Regions from separate parts of the Podarcis muralis genome. Here region 2 is linked to region 1. A link is a contact called in public Hi-C data. All regions are on one chromosome and are shown on one strand. The core of a region is the stretch at or near the end of the contact, and the rest is flanking DNA. Distances in the headings are between cores, read along the strand shown. Region 1 holds the start of CAPN10 (calpain 10). Region 2 holds the start of AP2M1 (adaptor related protein complex 2 subunit mu 1).

Region 1 (3,358 bases), core at 614-3,113:
AGCACAAAACCTAACAGCAGTCATCCCTAAAATGCCTGGGCAAATTAACAGTGCTTAGCCCGGTGATTCCAGGTTCAAAACTCCCTCCCCAGGGAAGGATGTAAGGCCCCTTCAGCAAGTATTTTTCAGCAAACCTAAAGAATTTCTTGGTTTGCTCAATGTTGGTTGCTTCTTTGTAATGAGATTTCTATATTCAGTAGTAATGAGATTCAAGTACTGAACAATCACAGCCCGACCAAGTAGCTAGGAGTCTGCTTGCTCTTTAAAGCTGGATTAGCAACGGATCCATAACAATGCCAGACGCGGGTGGCGCTGTGGGTAAAACCTCAGTGCCTAGGACTTGCTGATCGCATGGTCAGCGGTTCGAATCCCCGCGGCGGGGTGAGCTCCCGTCGTTCGGTCCCAGCTCCTGCCCACCTAGCAGTTTGAAAGCACCCTTAAGTGCAAGTAGATAAATAGGTACCGCTTTATAGCGGGAAGGTAACGGCGTTTCCGTGCGCTGCGCTGGTGCTGGTTCGCCAGAGCAGCTTCGTCACGCTGACCCAGAAGTGTCTTCGGACAGCGCTGGCTCCCGGCCTCTTAAGCGAGATGAGCACGCAACCCCAGAGTCGGACACGACTGGCCCTTACGGGCAGGGGTACCTTTACCTTTTACCATAACAATGCAGAGCAGGATCACTGGTGGAATGTATGCATGGACCATGGGTATAGCCAGGATATTTGTTGGGGGGACAGTAAATAAATTGGTTGGTGTTTTAAGGTAGCTTTCACCTAACAGGTTTTGGGCTGCACCTCTTATCAGTCCCAGCCAGCATTAACTTCACGTATATGCTAATAGGATCTGAACTGGCGGCGAACAATCAGAAAGAGATCCTGGGGTCAGTGTGTGGCAACTGCGAAAAAGGCAAATTCCATGTGCAGGATTATTAGGAAAGGAAATGAGAACAAAACTGCCGGTATCATTATGTTAAACAGACCCATGGCGCTGTGACACCAGAATACTGTCCATCTAGTCATGCAATTGGGACGCGGGTGGCGCTGTGGGTTAAAGCCTCAGCGCCTAGGACTTGCCGATCGAAAGGTCGGAGGTTCGAATCCCCGTGGCGGGGTGCGCTCCCGTTGCTCGGTCCCAGCGCCTGCCAACCTAGCAGTTCGAAAGCACCCCTGGGTGCAAGTAGATAAATAGGGACCGCTTTCTAGCGGGAAGGTAAACGGCGTTTCCGTGTGCGGCTCTGGCTCGCCAGAGCAGCGATGTCACGCTGGCCACGTGACCCGGAAGTGTCTCCGGACAGCGCTGGCCCCCGGCCTCTTGAGTGAGATGGGCGCACAACCCTAGAGTCTGTCAAGACTGGCCCGAATGGGCAGGGGTACCTTTACCTTTAGTCATGCAATTAAGTGAGAGGCGAGGCGGGTGCAAATAAACAACTGGAATGTTAAGATTTATCTTGCCAGCAGATTTTTATTTTTTTAAAAAAAACCTAACAAGCTGTGGTCTGCACTGCAAGGACAGCAAACATTGCAGAAGACGAGGGAGCCCAGTTTTTGAATTCAAGGCACCCAGATTTTGTTACGCGCCGGAACAGATGCGGGTTAATAACCGGGAGGTTCCATTTCCGTGCGCTACTAACCATTCCTCTTATTTGGCACTCTGTGCCAGAGCTTGAGTTACTGTTTTTAGAAAATGCACAGCTTGCCTACGCTCAAAGATCTGAAAGGAGAAAAAAACAACAACCCCGGGACAGTTTTGCACAGGCGAGAGGGAGGAAATACCCCAAGGGCATGCTGGGACGTGTAGTTTCTCCGGCTAGCAAGGCATGCTGGGAGCCTTGCAGCTCGTCGTCGCAGATGCATGATGGGAATAGTAGTTTTCTAGGCTACAAAGGTAGTGCACGGGGGTTTGTGTGTGTGTGTGTGTTTTTTGCACCGGGAACAAGGGGGTTTTGCCATTGGTCGTGGCTGCATCGTGTGCTTCGGACCTTCCTTTGGGTTGGCTGGAGAGAGGAGATCTCCGCTGCGATCTGGCTGAAAGGTGGGACCGGGGATGATGGATGCAGAGCGCGCTGTGCAAGGGGCGAAGGGGGCTGCTTGCTTGCTTGCACGACCATGCCTGCCTGCATGCAGAGTTGCTTTGCCATGGGAAGAGAGCAAGAGGGGCTTTGTTTGCTAGGGCAAGGGGAGGAAGCGGAAGCTGGTGTGTGGCCAAGGTAGGGCTGCCCCAGGCATGGCTTTGCCTTGATTCCAGGCGGGGAACCTGGCATTCGCTGCCATCCAGAAATGGAGGTGGCCATTTGCTTGAATAGCGTTAAAAGGGGGTGCGCAAACGGCCGCGATCGGGCAGGGCACCGAGCGAGCCTCCATGTTCCGAGGCACTGTACCTGTGACTCACAGGTGCTGGGCGCGCAAAACAGGGGAGGCCCGGCTTGCTGGGCAGATCCTGAAAGACTGGGATGGACAGGCCTTCGGTGTAGTCCAGGGTGGGGGGTTTCTGCTTGGAATGGCGATGCAATGCAACACAGAACAAGGCGCCTGGGCTTTTTAGTTGTTGTGGAAATTATCATCATGCCCTGAAGTGGGTTGCTGCCTTCCTCTCTCTTTTTTTCCTGATTAAAGTTCAGCCTGTTGCACAGCAGCTGAAAGCACAGATTTAGAAGATGGGGCTGGGGGGGATGGCATGCATTGTGCTGGCTTGGGGTGTTGCACCACCGGGCCCTGGGAAGCCATGAAGCACACCGGGTGACCTGTCACTGGCTCCCAACCTAACCTTGCCTCACAGGGTTGTTGTGAGGGTGAAATGGGGAAGGGGAGAATCAAGGAGACTGCCATGGGATCCCTGGAGGAAAGGTAGGATAGAAATAAAGAAATAGCTTGGATCTGCGGTGAGAAAGATGGGGATCGGGGCTGGATCAACCATGAATCAAAATAAGCGTCAAGAGAAGGGGGCCACCACAGCAATTTAAAGCCTCCTACATAAATGAAAAAAATTGCGTAATAAAAAGAATAATAATAATAATTTTATTTTTTATACCCCGCCCATCCATATACATACATGATGATAATAATAATAACAATAATAATAATAATAATAATAATAATAATAATAATAATAATAATAGATATTAATGTTATACATTAATCTTGGAAATACAACAAAATTAGAATCTGGCAACTGGCAAAGCGCCACTCAGTCCACTGAAGCTCACATGTTTCTTGGTCGTGTCGGCTGAATTAGACATATACGGAGGCATCAAAATCTAAAGCGCTTAGGGCCTCTAAAGGTCTCAATCCAGCCCTGAGGGGGGTAGGCTGACATGTCCACCGGTGTGGCCCCGCGTGCGTTTGTGGGGGACAAGGGACATGAG
Region 2 (3,358 bases), core at 418-2,917, 190 kb before region 1:
ATCTTTGCTTGATCATGCCGACAGCACCCCCCCTCAAATATTGAGTCACACTAACTTGGCCCCGATCCCACAAATGCTAGCCAAATTTGAAGCCCAACACTCCTGAGCTATTACATCAACAGGACCCCAAGTTTGGGGGGGGGGGGCAAACATTTGTAGCTTTCCAATTCTGCATTAAGCTGCATAGAGCCTCAAACACTGGGACAGCCAGCACTGCCCTCAAAATACAATTTCTGACTTAATGCGCTCAAAAGGTAAAGGACAAAAGGCAAAGGGACTTACTCATGGGGGAACCACGCAAGGCCTTTCTACCTCACGCTGAGGATTCGCTGCATGCCAGTTGAGTAATTTCAGAAGCATTATAAATAAGGGATGAAGAGAGTGATGAGGACGGACCTGCTGCCTTTCCCCTGACCCAAGTTCAAAAACAACGGGCCTCACACACCCTGCAGGATAGATTTATTTAAATTTAATCATTTCTTGCATCTATAGCACACCTTTTTCTCCAAGGACCTCAAGGCATCACACATGGATCTTCTCATTTAATCCCCAAGACAGCCCTGTAAAGTAGATTAGGCTGAGAAGCAGTAAATAGCCCAGGTTCACCCAACGAGTGGGTATTTGAACTCTGGTCTCCCAGGCCCAACACTAACCACTACACCACACTGTCTCTCTGTACAGAATCCCTCCCTTCTCACCCCGCCTCTGGGCCAAAGCTAACTGGTAGACAGCCTGCCTCGCGAAGCAGGAAGTCCCAGATCAGGATCCCTGACCGCATCTCTAGGGAGGGCCAGCAAAAACCCCGGAGAGCCGCTGCCAGCCAGTGCCGCCAACACTGAGCTGGGTGGCCTCGGCATGGGGCAATTCCTGGGCTCCGCGAGTGCCAAGCCTAATGGGAGGCTCCTCACGAGCAACGGGCTCGTCCCGATCCCACCCAGAACAGCCACGAGCACCCGGAGGAGACACATCCTTACCGAGGACGTGCGGTGGTGTTTTTGCTCTGAAAAGCCGAAGCGGCCATGGGAAGCTTCACGCCAGAGCAGGGAGAAGGCAGCCCGTTATTCGCACGCCCCGTTTGCTGAAGGGCGATTCTCTCCCTCAGAAAGCCGCTTCCGGCGCCTCGGCCCGCTTCACGGCTGTCGCCACAGCAGGCCACATGAATTAATTAAGAATAAATAATAATAAAATTATTTGTACCCCGCCCATCTGACTGGTTTGCCCCAGCCACTCTGGGAGGCCCCCAACATATAGAAAAACGCAATTAAACGCCATAAAGCTTCCCGGGAAAGGGTGTCCGACCACATCCCTCGAAGGCTGGAAGAGGCTTAGGAACAGCGGCCCTCAAGGGCGAAGAAGAAGCCCCTCAGGAGGAGGACGAGCCCAGCCCGCCTCGGCGAGGCCCCCTTTCAGAAGAGGAGAAGGAGCCACAATGACAACCACCCTAACGACGAAAGAGCCGTCAAATGGGCCGCAAGGAGAAGAAGGCGGCGACCACCACCCGGTCGGACTCACCTAGTGGCGCCGTCGCTGAGGCGGCTGCCGTTGCCGGTCCTTCCAGCTGCGCCCCCTCCGGCACCGACTGGCAAGATGGCGGCCGCTCCCCCCTCCCCTATCACTGCAGAGCCGCCGCCACTGCGCACGCGCGGGTCGCGCCCGGGCCCCAGGACGCATGCGCCGCCGCCCTCCTTAGAGAGGGCGAGTTCGGGATGCTGGTTAAGGACGAGCGGGTGCCGGGGAGGAGGGGCGGGGCCGGTTGCTGCTGCTGCTGAACCCAGAATGCAACGCGCAAGCTCGCGGATTCCATTCGAGGTGGAGGTGGCGTGCAGGGCACGATGGGAAGTGTAGTTTATATCCATCCGTTCGATTACAGAAACTGCTTACGGGAGGATGAGGCTGCCGCCGTTGCATACTGGGCGGGGGGGACGGGGGACGGGGTACTTTCTTTTCTATTATTTTTATTTATTCCCAGTTGTCAGTGTTTATACTACATTTTTTTTAGATTTGCCTTGAGACAGTCTTTAAACCTCTTTTGTTGACCACCAGCATTACGCTTTCCATTTTTAAGTTCGGAATAGAGTAGTTGCTTTGGAAGATGATCATCAGGCATCTGCACAATTTATTCACCGCTTGACTGCAAATAAAAACCAACCCTCAAAGCCGTTTACAAAACAGTAAAAGAAAAATTTGCAACCCACCTTTGAACCATACAAAACATTTAACGGGAGAGGCTGGCTGACCCTTTTCATGGATGTTCCTTCCAGTAATTTTTATAATTAACTTTTTAAAATGTATTATATATTTCTAAAAACAAAACTGCTCATTTGAAATGACCTGTGCATCAAGCTGGCAGAAGCAAAACTCACATTTTATTTCCTGTAATGATGGTGTTATGATTTGTCTTCTTTATAGTATTTTTTTAAAAAAAGGAATGACAAATTGGTTTTGTCCTATTAGGTAATTGGCCGCAGGTGGGAGAAGGAAAGTGTTAATTGTGTGGTTCAGTAGTAAAGTAATACACATGGATGCTTAAAGGGAAGGGGGAGGGGAAGTCCCAGGCTCTAGTCTTAGATTACCTATCTGCACTACTAGTAGCTTATATGACAAGCTATACTTGCTGAGATTCCCTCTTCTTTACACCTGTTATAAAGATAAAGGGACCCCTGACCATTAGGTCCAGTCATGACCGACTCTGGGGTTGCGGCGCTCATCTCGCTTTATTGGCCGAGGGAGCCAGCGTACAGCTTCTGGGTCATGTGGCCAGCATGACTAAGCCGCTTCTGGCGAACCAGAGCAGCGCACGGAAACGCTGTTTACCTTTCCGCTGGAGCGGTACCTATTTATCTACTTGCACTTTGATGTGCTTTGAAACTGCTAGGTTGGCAGGAGCAGGGACCGAGCAACGGGAGCTCACCCCGTCACGGGGATTCGAACCACTGACCTTCTGATCGGCAAGTCCTAGGCTCTGTGGTTTAACCCACAGCACCACCTGTGTCCCTGTTACACCTGTTAGAGATGTATAAATTCCATCTTCTATACAGTGGTGCCCCGCAAGACGAATGCCTCGCAAGACGAAAAACTCGCTAGACGAAAGGGTTTTCCGTTTTTTGAGTCGTTCCACAAGACGAATTTCCCTATGGGCTTGCTTCGCAAGACGAAACGTCTTGCGAGTTCTTGTGAGTTTGTTTCCTTTTTCTTAAAGCCGCTAAGCCGTTAATAGCCGCTAATAGCTGTGCTTCGCAAGACGAAAAAACCGCAAGACTAAGAGATTCGTGGAACGGATTAATTTCATCTTGCGAGGCACCACTGTATGCCCATTAAATAACCTGTTCTCTTTTAGACCTGGACACTGTAATTCATT

Evidence for each region. Hi-C and Micro-C count contacts between places; a contact is called where the count stands out from the background.
Region 2: a Hi-C map of tail shows a contact between it and region 1, with 5 times the contacts expected there. The contact joins the promoter of AP2M1 here to the promoter of CAPN10 in region 1. A contact is called at or near these places in 2 of 3 Hi-C or Micro-C datasets (blood and tail).

The regions. Positions count from the first base shown.
Region 1 is chr6:5,748,430-5,751,787 of rPodMur119.hap1.1, reverse strand. CAPN10 (calpain 10) reads left to right here and starts at 1,863. Exons shown (of 14, transcript XM_077929641.1): 1 at 1,863-1,881.
Region 2 is chr6:5,942,189-5,945,546 of rPodMur119.hap1.1, reverse strand. AP2M1 (adaptor related protein complex 2 subunit mu 1) reads right to left here and starts at 1,667. Exons shown (of 11, transcript XM_028731756.2): 1 at 1,513-1,667.